Regions from separate parts of the Mus musculus genome. Here regions 1 and 3 are each linked to region 2. The links are chromatin contacts, called in public Hi-C and HiChIP or PLAC-seq maps. All regions are on one chromosome and are shown on one strand. The core of a region is the stretch at or near the end of the contact, and the rest is flanking DNA. Distances in the headings are between cores, read along the strand shown. Region 1 overlaps Ptprn2 (protein tyrosine phosphatase, receptor type, N polypeptide 2). Region 2 has its middle 8.5 kb from the start of Gm5441. Region 3 overlaps Ptprn2 (protein tyrosine phosphatase, receptor type, N polypeptide 2).

Evidence for each region. Hi-C and Micro-C count contacts between places; a contact is called where the count stands out from the background. HiChIP or PLAC-seq counts read pairs in DNA pulled down with a chosen protein or histone mark.
Region 1: a Hi-C map of cortical neurons shows a contact between it and region 2, with 1.6 times the contacts expected there. The contact joins two enhancer-like sites. A contact is called at or near these places in 3 of 484 Hi-C or Micro-C datasets (cortical neurons and neural stem cells), 5 of 115 datasets of contacts at active chromatin or transcription factors (astrocytes, embryonic basal ganglia, embryonic stem cells and 1 more) and 1 of 9 other capture datasets (embryonic stem cells).
Region 3: a contact with region 2 is called in an H3K4me3 HiChIP or PLAC-seq map of embryonic basal ganglia, with 4 times the contacts expected there. The contact joins two enhancer-like sites. A contact is called at or near these places in 1 of 484 Hi-C or Micro-C datasets (embryonic stem cells), 4 of 115 datasets of contacts at active chromatin or transcription factors (differentiating embryonic stem cells, embryonic basal ganglia, embryonic forebrain and 1 more) and 1 of 9 other capture datasets (embryonic stem cells).

The regions. Positions count from the first base shown.
Region 1 is chr12:116,946,398-116,950,056 of GRCm38.p6, forward strand. The region is part of intron 11 of Ptprn2 (protein tyrosine phosphatase, receptor type, N polypeptide 2); the gene reads left to right. Among named protein-coding and RNA genes, the nearest start is that of Gm31336, 190 kb to the left of the region's middle. Within about 2 kb of position 2,019, at least 13 of the 459 cell types and tissues checked have an H3K27ac peak or open chromatin away from gene starts, as enhancers often do. A contact at or near this core is called in cortical neurons, where this site is marked.
Region 2 is chr12:117,343,687-117,347,248 of GRCm38.p6, forward strand. No RefSeq gene overlaps it. Among named protein-coding and RNA genes, the nearest start is that of Gm5441, 8.5 kb to the left of the region's middle. Within about 2 kb of position 1,760, at least 94 of the 459 cell types and tissues checked have an H3K27ac peak or open chromatin away from gene starts, as enhancers often do. A contact at or near this core is called in cortical neurons and embryonic basal ganglia, where this site is marked.
Region 3 is chr12:116,904,999-116,909,007 of GRCm38.p6, forward strand. All of the region lies in intron 11 of Ptprn2 (protein tyrosine phosphatase, receptor type, N polypeptide 2), which reads left to right. Among named protein-coding and RNA genes, the nearest start is that of Gm31336, 150 kb to the left of the region's middle. Within about 2 kb of position 2,598, at least 36 of the 459 cell types and tissues checked have an H3K27ac peak or open chromatin away from gene starts, as enhancers often do. A contact at or near this core is called in embryonic basal ganglia, where this site is marked.

The DNA of each region.
Region 1 (3,659 bases), core at 769-3,268, 400 kb before region 2:
TGACCCAAGTCAGGCTGAGACAGACCTGGATACTCCATCACCATGGGAAGCTGTATCGTTTTCCTTGAACACAACCCTCTCTGGAGGGAAGGACATGGTCTCAAAATTCAAAGCGGACTTAATTTTATAATCACTGGCACTAAACTCAAACTTTAGACTGGTATGCGAATTCAACATTGAAACTCACACTTGCACATTATCTAGGTTAAGTGCCTCCGTAAGTTTACTGTACAGGGAGATAGATGAACATTTTTGATTTTTTGCAAGATGGGCCAGGTACCCAGGACCCATAGTCTCAGGAGCCTGACAGCAGAGCCTGCATATAGCCTGACTCCACATAAGGATTTAGATCTTCCTTAGCAACCGTTTCCATACCTTGAGGAAATCGAATTAATATCTGGTCAGCCCATTAGTTGAGAATCAGACTGAACAAAAAACTTGAGACTCTACGCCTAACTTGTTCACATAGGAGTGAGTAGTTCTACATAGGGATTCGGTCCAAATTAAGTCAAACACTCAGTTCACCAGACTGTACATGTTTCAAGTGATTACCAGCCATTGGTGGCCAGGTAGTTCATCAGGGACATTGAGGGACCACTTATAACAATGAAGTAAGTTGGGGTAAGTGAGATGCATATTTAAATGTTTTCCATGATAGAAAATACTAACAAGACTGAGAAGAGTGGTTCATAGGCAAAGAACTCCATCCCCAATAGCTAGAGATGCCTTCACAGATGATGGAAGCCTTCTGTATGGTCTGGTGGAGTGTAGGGGCCATAGCTCAGATTTTTTTCCTGTTTATCCAGTGCTGTGAACCCATGTGACCTATAGGCCCAAAGCAAACTAATCAGAAGGTAAGTGCTGGGGACTTTGGCTCTGCTGTGGAACCTTCTGGCCGAGTGGTCTCCTTACTGCCACTTACCATCAGTCTGAGAAGCTAGGTGAGTTGGACCCCAGGATCTGCTGCAGTGACTACCCTGAACCTAAGAGGAAGATGAGGACAGGTATGTGAGTCATGTCAAGTCATATGGCATAGAACAGAACCACGTCACAGACACATGAGCCACATCACGGCACACAAGCCATGTATTAGCGATGAGCCAGGTGGTGTGCCATGGTGTAAGCACAAGACATAGTAAAGGAAGTAAGCCATGTCCTAGACATGTGGGCCACATCACAGATAGTATGCCATGTCACAGACAGACAGGCATGCCATAGGACAGATACATGCCAGTTTTCCCCTCTGTGCCTGTCCACAGAAGCCTGGCTTTGCACTTCTTATGGAACCAGCATGAGTCCTGACTCATCGTCCTCGGGGCTTTCCCATCACTGACACGAATTAGACATCTCTCCCTCTGATTAAAGTGATCTGCACTAGACCAGGGAGGCAGGTCTCCCCACATCACAGGAAAAAGTGGAAACATGGGTACCCAAGATTCAAGGGTTCAGCACACAGTCTATGGGAGTCTGGGAGTGTCCCCTAAAACTGCCCCCCACCCAGGATAGGCCTGTTGTGGCACATGGTCAACCACACCACAGAATGGGTCTCTGAGATGTCCGAGAGGGGGCATAGGCCTTCCAGAGATGTTGATGACCTACAGTCTGACCAGAAAGTGCTTCTGACCCCCACTGAGCCACTCTTCAGGTTAGAGGACTCAGCATGTGAACATGCAAAACTGCAATTTCCATAGATGTAATAAACATGCTCTCTGTTGGTCAAGAAGGTGAAGCACTGAGGGGAGGCTTCTGTGGCCCCAACATGGTTTCACCTGTTTGGGGAAAGGTGCTTTCCTGTGTGAAGGGACCGCCCATTGTCACTGGGTTTAAAGGAAAACAAAGCTCTCTTTACTGTGTTAACTTTCCCTGGGAAGACAAAGAAACCCCAGAGGGGCACAAGACAAGACAAAAGGAAGAGTAAAAAAAAAAAAAAAAAAAAAATCCACCCAACTCTATCTTGGTGATTCAATGGGTTTAATTAGCATCAGCCACTTACAGGCAGCTACCCCACCCCCACCCCCACCCCCAAACACACACAGTGTCTTTCCAAGGGAGGAAAATATAGCTCACTGTAGCACTTGTAAAGCCCTAAATACAATTCCTAACATGAAAGCAAGATAGAGAAAGAAAAGAAGGAAGGAAGAAGGAAAGACACACACCACAGACGCGCACACACACACACACACACACACACACACACACACACACACACAGAGAGAGAGAGAGAGAGAGAGAGAGAGAGAGAGAGAGAGAAAGAGAAATAGCCTATCCCCCATCCTTCAGCATTATTCAGTCAGTACTGAGAGGTTCTCCTACTCCAATGTCATGATGACAGCAGTGAGCCTGCCATTCCTGGAGGATAGGAATATGAGGGCAAGCACACAGCACAGCACAGCACAGCACAGCTCAGCACAGCACAGCACAGCACAGCACAGCACAGCACAGCACAGCACAGCACAGCGGAAACCACCCCTGATAACCTGCTTGTTTGACTTTAGGGAAGAACAGCCAAGTGAAACCTCAAGTCCTGTAGGCCACCAAAAGCCAGCATCCCCAGGAGGTGACTTTTGCTAAAGCAATGTGTTCAGTCCAGTAGGTTAATCTGGTCACAGCTTTAACAATATCTTAAAAAAAACAAAAAGCAACCCTTGAGCTACACTGATCATATTCCAGGAGCTGACTTTTCTCTGAGCATTTGGGTTTATGTGGGTGGCTTTTTCCTGTCATGGCTAAAGCCATTAGCTTAGATGTGCACATTGAAGCAGAAACCCAAGGCTACGCCTACTATTCTTGACCAGAACTCTGGTTAAGACACATTCTGGCACAGACAGTAACCATTGGAGTTGGCCAATTTACTTTGTGTGGGGCATGTATGGAAGTGGGGGTGCTCCCAGCTATCTCTTATCTTCCGGGCCCTCCCATCTCTTTTTCTCTAAGTGAATGAAGATCCTCTTCCCTACTCCCTCCCTGCCTTCTTCCCCCTTGCTCCTTTTCTTGTCTTTCCTTTACTCCCAATTTCCTTTCCTTCATCCTTCTATTCCTCTCTCCATCCTCTACCCTCTTCTACCCTCTTCCACCCTCCTCCTCCCTTCTCCACACCCCCTTCCTTTTCTTCCTCTGGGCATCTGGCATGTTGTTTGAGCACTGCTGACTGAAGGGGCTGTGTAAGACTAGTCAGGCCAGTGAGAAGACTCTACCTCAGGTGTGCCTATGAGCTACGGCAACCCTGTAAACTGGGTAATGCCCATATTCCCTCCGGCCTGTCTCCTTCTCGCTTGAGGTGAATGGGGCCATGTGACAGTGTGGTCTCTGCCCCCACCCCCCACCCCTACTCTCTTATATCGGGTCTTAGGGACTGAGTATTTCACAGCTGCATAAGCTTGTGTCTGGCACCTCTGGCAGTCATGCCCTGGGCCCAGGGATGCTCTCTAGTCCCTGGACATGTTTAGAAATTGTCCTTGGGGCCCATGTGAAGTGTAAGATCTGCTGGGTTTTATGAAGTGTGCTTTGCAGTGGCATGACTGGGTTACTCATCCGAGGCCCCTCTGACCTTGTGTTAATGGATGGCTTTTCTCTGAAGTGAGACCTTGGCCATGTCTACCCTCAGTGGTATCTGTATGGAAGATTAGCCTGCATATTACCTCGCAGATAGAGGATGGCTC
Region 2 (3,562 bases), core at 510-3,009:
TGGGATTTGAACTTCGGACCTTCGGAAGAGCAGTCGGGTGCTCTTACCCACTGAGCCATCTCACCAGCCCTTGTTTTACATTCTTATTAGCTGTGGATAAGGGTGCAATCCTGTCCTGTTGTTATGGCAATGACCGTTCTGATAGACAGGAGATGTAATCTCTGTGTTCACTTGGTTTGTATTACCCTGATGGATACTGATTCTGTGAGCATTTGTGGGTTGGTTTTTTTTTTTTTTTTGTATACTTATTAGCCACTTATATTTTTTTATTTTGAGAAGTGTCTATTCAATTCAATCACCTGCTTATTGACTGGATAAGGGGAAGAGAGTTTGGTTTTAATTTTAAAAATGATTTATACAGTCTGGATATTTAATTTCTGGTCACATGGATAACTGGAAAAGGCTTTTTTTTAAGTTTGTTTGTTAAGTAAATAAATCATTTATTTTTATGTGTTCTGGTGTTTTGCCTGCGTGTATGTCTGTGCACCACCTGTGAGTGCCTGGTGCTTGCGGAGGTCAGAAGATCCCCTAGAACTGGAGTTAAAGACAGTTGGCAGCTACTGGGCATTGAAAGCAGGCCCTCTGCAAGAGCAGCCAGTGCTCCTGCCTGCTGAGCCATCTCTCCAGCTCTCTTTTAGCTTTGATGTTCTCCCCCATCCGCTCAGGTGTGGGAAGCATGTATGTGCACATATGGAACCCAGATGTTGGCTCTCCTGCCTTCCCCAGTAACTTATTTTTTGAGACATGGTCTCTCACTGATCCCAGAGGTCACTGTTTTCGTAGACTGGCTGGCCAGTGAGCCCCTGGGATATACCAGTTCCTACTCCAGTACTGGAGGTACAGTCTCACATCCCACACCCAGCGCCTGTGTGCATTTTACCCTCTGAACATCTCTCCAGAGCAAACCAAAGACGTTCCCAAATTGTGTTGGCTGCCTCTTCACGATGCAAAAATCCTGCCAATAGTTCTGAGCAAGCTGTACCACAGCAACACTGCTACCCATCCTGGAGCCCAGAGCTGCTCCACAGGGCACATGGAATGATCAATAGGCATTGAGACTTCCTCCTGACATCCACGCTCATGGACATACACTCTGGATGCTGGAAAGAGAAAGGGTAGGGGACAGAGCTTCTGTCCTCTGACCCGTGACCTCAGGGCAGTGGGGTAGCATCAAAGCCACTATGCTGACAGTGACCCTGCAATGCAGGCCCTCTCTTGCCCTCGCTGTTGCGGGCTTCTGTGCACAAAGATGGCTGGAACCGGGTTGGGGGGGGGAGTGCGGGGAGAGCTATAAATGAGGGAGAGAGAGAGAGAGAGAGAGAGAGAGAGAGAGAGAGAGAGAATGGATGAACCTGAGACCTGGCCTTCAGTGCTTGCACTGTGCCCACAGGAGGAGGCCATGCACTTAGAAAATGTCATGTCTAGTGTTTGTATAAAATGTCATGTTAGTGTTTATATTCCATTTCTCCTCTCAGCACAAAAAGAGAGAGAAAAGCGAGCATGCCCCACAGGGTCACAGGACCAGAGAAAATCCTGCAAGGCCCTCAGCACAAATAGCAGAGCTTGGCCCAGGCCCTTTGCATGAAAATCAGCACCCATCTCAGCAGAAGCCACTGCCAGGGGCAACTGGGGCTTGGACAGCGCTCCGTCAGATTTAAAACTGATTTTTTTTTCTTAAGAAACCAGAAGAAAAGGGGGTGCTTTGAGCTCATCTGCATTACAGATCAGGTCTCTCCGAGAGAATCAGCCATCCATAATTCATTACATGTTTCCTGCCGGGGATGGAGACAGCCTGATCCTAGCAACAGAGTCATAGCAACAGGAGCTGAAGCAGAGCTGCTCCGCCCACCAGGGGGAGGAGAGGAAGGGGAGAGGTGCGCGGCTTCTTGCTCCTCAGGAGGGCTGGCAAAGTTCACCGGGTTATAAAGGAAGATGGAGGCTGAGAGTGGAGGTGGGTTTGAGAAAACTGGGAAAGGCGTGGGTGGGAGACTGAGGGAAAGCATATGAATTTGAGTTGCATAAACTCTAGCTAAGAAGGTAAGAAGCTAGTAAGTAGCGTTTGGAAAGAGCCCTGCCAGCTGCCACACTGCCTGGCGCCCATCGGTATACAGACGGGGGTCACTAAAAGACCACATCACTGTCAATTGTTACAAGAACTGCATAATTCGAGGAGTGCCTGACAGCTAGTGTGAGGGAGTCCGTGGCACTAGAGTGAACATAGTGGAAACGGCGCCCTCGGTCCTCACTTGTTTCATCTGAAGAGTCACCATCTGGAATGAGACTTGCGGTGCGCTCTAGACATACCTGCTGTTTGACCCCCTTGCTATCAAATGGAAAATCCCCTGAACTCTGACCACTTGATCTTGGGATCTGTGGCTCTATGAGGAGAATGTGTTTCTTCTATATTCGGCACAGTCAAGGATGCTGGAAGAGCCACTGGAAACTTCCAAAGTGATGTGGGAAACACCATTGATGGTATATATGGAAGACATTATCAGAGCAACTGACAGCCATGAGCTGTGTGAAAGCCACCACCAGAGCCACTGAAACCTGAGAAGCCACATGAGGGACACCTCTGGGGTTACAGGAACCCTCAAAGCTGTCAGTGCTTGGTCAGTAGAGAATGTGAGCCTTGCCACACCTATGTCTGGACTCAAGCCAGGGTCTTCTGAAATAAGAGCTAGTGCTCTTAACAGCTAAGCTAAGCTCTCTCTGGCTCCCAAACCTTGCTTTTGAAGGCCTCATTTTATTTTATTTTATTAGCCTTTAAAAAGGGTCCTTGTCACAGCAGTTGCCACGCAGTCCCCAACTTTTTGATGGAGCCATGGTTAGATGTACAGCATTTAGTCACCTACATTGTTCTCTAGAAAGTATGACTACTCACAATGCAACAGTGGACTCCAAGCCACTGAGACCAGCATAGAGCTCTCAAACATCACACACATCACTCTTGCCTTTAGCTTGAGGGTGGTCCGCTGACATATGACAACTACAGGCACACTTCTGGTGACAGTATCTCTGCCAGGTGAAGAGAATGCCACCTCGCTTTGCATTCCTTCATTTTCTTCACAGCACACGCCCTCCAGAGTAGCATGCTGGCTGCTGGGGCTCTGGGGATGCGGCACTGATCTAGAAAGAAGAGTTCATGATTTTCTCTGTGTCTGCCCAGATCCTGAGTGAACACCATCCCGCCTTTGTGCTGCCTTCACAGCCACACGAAGATGAAAGTGTCTTAGGATATACCCTGGAGCTATGCCAAACTGCTGGATTGAAGGTTATCAGTGCCCTGGAAAGCTCCCAGTGCAAATGGAAAACTGTGATACCCTGCAATCCCTCCTCCCGCTGTACCCCTAAAGCCAAGAGGGGTTCTGAGCAGCACAATGCTCAGACCAGACCAGTGTAGGAGAGATTCCTCCCATCAACATCCTCAAAACTATCTCAGCTGAAACTCTAGTGGGATTTTTTTTTTCTGTTTGAAATGATGGTTTCCCTGAGGTCAAGTGGAAAAGCCATCTTCAGAAACAGGTCTATTTAGATCCACTCATATTCTACAGAATTCATG
Region 3 (4,009 bases), core at 1,348-3,847, 440 kb before region 2:
TGGTCAGAGATGTGGATGGGAGTGGCTCTGTGGATGAAGATAATTGCATGGAAGTGGACAGTGATGTGGATGAGGAAAATGACGTTGGAGAGAACTGCAGAGAGTGGCAGCAAGATGACAGGAAGCTGGTTGGAGGGGACCATAGGGTAGAGTTCAGAGATCTCAGTGTATGACAGCTAGCAGTGCAAGGGCGGGTTCAAGTCCAACACTGCTCTCCTCATTTGTACCTAAGGGGGTGTCTGTCATGGTTGGGACAGGAAGTGCTTAGTGATGTTTTTATAAAAAGATAAAGAGAGGGGGACGTATTCTATGGAGCTATAGTGAGGTATGGGGGAAGGGAATGCCTCTGCGGGCCCATGCTGAGGCATTCCTTCTCCCTGAGGGACCATCCACATGATGGTATAGTATAGAAGAGAGTTTAGTAAGGGCATGGGAGGGGAGTTAAAAGGATAGTAGAGGCAGAGAAAGGGGGAGAGAGAGAGAGAGAGAGAGAGAGAGAGAGAGAGAGAGAGAGAGAGAGAGAGAGAGGTAGAGAGAAAGGTAGAGAAGTAGAGGCTGGCCATGAGCACATGGAGAGAGAAGGGGGAAGGGAGTAGAGAGAGGGTAGGAGCAGGAAGGGAAGAGCAAGAGAGGAGCTAGAGAGCAAGGAGGGGGCAAGCAGCCCCTTTTATAGTGAGTCAGGCACACCTGTCTGTTGCCAGGTAACTGTGGGGCAGAGCTTAGACAGAATGCTAACAATTAGAGATAAACACACTGAAGAGAATAGAAAGTTGATTTTGCCCATGTTAATATTGGGGCTGGATCTGGGAGGAGACACAGTATCCCCCAAAGGCTCTGTGCAGAAGCTTAGTTTTCCTCTTCTGTTGGTAGTGGGAAACGGTGGAATCTTCATGAGCTGACCCTAGTGGAAGGAAGCTGGGCCAATCGCAAAACATCATTGAAAGTGACATTAGGACTCAGATCTCTTCCTCTTTTTATTTCCCAACTTCCTTGAAGTGAATAACCCCCTCTGCCATGTGCTCCTACCATGATGTACTGTGCTGCCACAGGCCCATAGCAGCAGACAAAACAACCTTACACCAACCCTGCTGAAACCGTGAGCCAAAATAGACCTGTCCTCCTCCTTAGTTGACTATCTGAGTGTCTCATTACAATCACAGAAAGCTGACTATTGCAGTTACAAGTGTAAACAGGGATGCAGAATGGAAAATCAGATTCTCCCCTGCAGGCGTGGGCTGATGTGTTAGGCAGGCTCTGCCCGAGGCAGTGTGCTGGCTAGTGTTTAATCAACTTGACACAGCTAGAATCCTTTGGGAAGAGAGACACTCAATTGAAAAAAACACTCCTTCCAGATTGGCCTGTGGGCAAGCCTAAGAAACATTTTCTTGATTAATGATTTATGTTGATGGATCCAGCCCACTGTGAATGGTGCCACTCCTGGGCAGGAGGTGCTGGATGGTATAAGAAAGCAGGCTAAGCAAGCCATGAGGAGCAAGCCAGTAAACAACTTCTTTGGATGGGAGACTACAAGCTATAAAATGAAATAAACTCTTTAAAAAAAAAAAAACAAAGTAGTACAAATTATCACTAGGATGGGCAGTGACTGTAAGACTTTGCCTGAATTCCTCCCCGACAACCTTAGGCTGCACATATATAAACAGTGTAGAATTGTGGTGTCAAAATACCACCAGGATAGGATGAAGATGGACAGGTAGAAGCAGATGGTGCTCTGTGGCCCCTTGATGGTTTGTGGATGTTAATTGGCTCTCTTTGAACATCTTTCTTGCTCTTTGCCAGCAATTGGTGTCTCCCCTTCACTCCCATGACCTTAAGGGCCTGGTGTGTGTGTGTGTGTGTGTGTGTGTGTGTGTGTGTGTGTGTGTGAGAGAGAGAGAGAGAGAGAGAGAGAGAGAGAGAGAGAGAGAGATACAGAGAGATAGAGAGACAAGGAGATATAGAGAGAAAGAGAGAGATAGAGAGACAGAGAGACAGAAACAGAGACAGAGAGACAGAGACTTGAGAATGCCTGATTGGAGAGTTCCTGGCAATGGCCATCATACAGTGACTAGAAGATGCTCCCAAGGGGCTGGGGCTGTGTCTGTGGAAGGGACCCTCATTAGCAACAGCAACTTCAAGGAGTTCTTACCTCACAGAGGCTCTCAGCAGAAACCTGCTCCTTCTTCACCTCACCCATCTTTAGCAGAGTCAAACCTGTCTTTTGTAGATTTGAGGTACCCCACCTGTGTCTTCACTGGTTGATCTTCATTTTCTGTTAATACACAAAGGGTGTGTCTGCTTTCTTTTATTCTCTTAGCTTAGTGATGATAGTGCCTTCACACCTAAGTGGGAGTAGCTTGTTCCAGAAACAGGGTCGAGCACTACAGAGTGACTTTGCATATCTAATAAGTGGCTTCAAGATAAGCTCTGGGGTGGGGGAAGATAAGGTATGAGCCTGTACACACCAGGTCAAGAAGGTCAAGATAAACATTCAGGGAGGAAGGCAGGGTGTGAGCCTATACACTAGGTCATCTTGCAGTTTCTCTCACAGGCCAGCTTAGCAGACTGACTCTGAACAGGAGGAAAGCAATGTCTGTCAAAAGCCTCCTTTGGGGAATTCTACAGATGCCAGTTCCCATGGCAACTAGATGAGGAGAAGGGAGAATAGGAAGCTTGCTCTGAAATCTGGCTTCAGCTTCAAGCCCCTCATCACGGGCTCTCACCCATGGCCTCAGCAGGGCCTGTGAGCACAGATGCCTGCTTGTGGTCTCATCTCCCACTGTCACTGAGCCATTGCCTGACTCTCTGATGCTTAAGGCCAGGCTATGTGGGGCCACCTCAGGCTAGAGAGGAGGTAGTTGATTCTGCATATATGGTTATCTAACTTTGAATGGCCCAACTCTGTAGTTTCTTCTTCTTAATCCTCTGATACCTAGCACCATCTCTTCATCTTAGGTATGGCTTGTGGGAAAGAGTGTATGCTAAATACAACTGTAGCAATGTTAACCCTCAGTACTGTGAGTGCTCACACAGAACAGGTCACATCAGCACACCTGGGGTTAACCGAAGGCAGGTCTTAGGGTTAAGAGGTAGAGACAGCTTTGGAAAAGTATGAGAACTGAGAACAGATGGTATGCACAAGGGCCACTGAGCATGAGGGACAGTGTAAGGGCGTTTGGCCCCTGAGATGAGATACTCGGAGAGTAGTCTAGGTGAACAATCCTGCCATAAACAGATGTGTTGAATATGCTCAAAGCCTGATACACTTTCTGAAGTTCTGTCTGCAAACTAGCCCACTGTTTCCTCCTGGGACAGGAATACACAGCGTAATGGCGTACTCTTGGATGATGGCTGACTTGCATAGTGAGGCTGGAATTCCACATAGCCCCAGAGCAAGGTCCAGGAAATTCAAGAGTATAGTGAGACAGTACAGGCCTATTGGACCCACAGGCAGGGACAACACTGTAGGTGGCTGCATTTTGAAGATGTCAGATGCAAATTGATCAATCGAACAAAAGGACTGCATGGGTGATAGTTCTAGCCCTGCCTGAGAGCTACCCAAACACAACATGGATGACTGTTGGACTTTAAGGACAACAGACCTTCCCTACTTTAGAGCTTGGGGTTTCCCCTTGTTCCTTTGCTGCGCCCCCCCCCCCCAGCCCTTTGTGCAGCTTCCCTCAGCCTAACTGCACTCCCTCGGCCTGGGCTACCTTCCTGAAACCCCTCTGCCAGAGTCCCATTCCTGTAGCCCCCTCAGCTGGGGTCCCTTTCTATAGCCCTTCCCCACCCCCTCAGCCCAGCTAGCAGGCTGTCTCCAAGCAGAGGGAAGCAGTGTCTGTAAAAAGCCTTCTTTAGGGAGTTCTGCAGATGCTGGTCTCCATGGCAACTAGATGTATCTCATGGACCAGGAACAGGGAAACTGGCCTCATTGTTCTCAGCCCTCTTTGATGTCCTCACTGTGGTTTCATGGCCACTAAGGCTGCTAAGGTGAAGCTGGGGAGGAGATAGG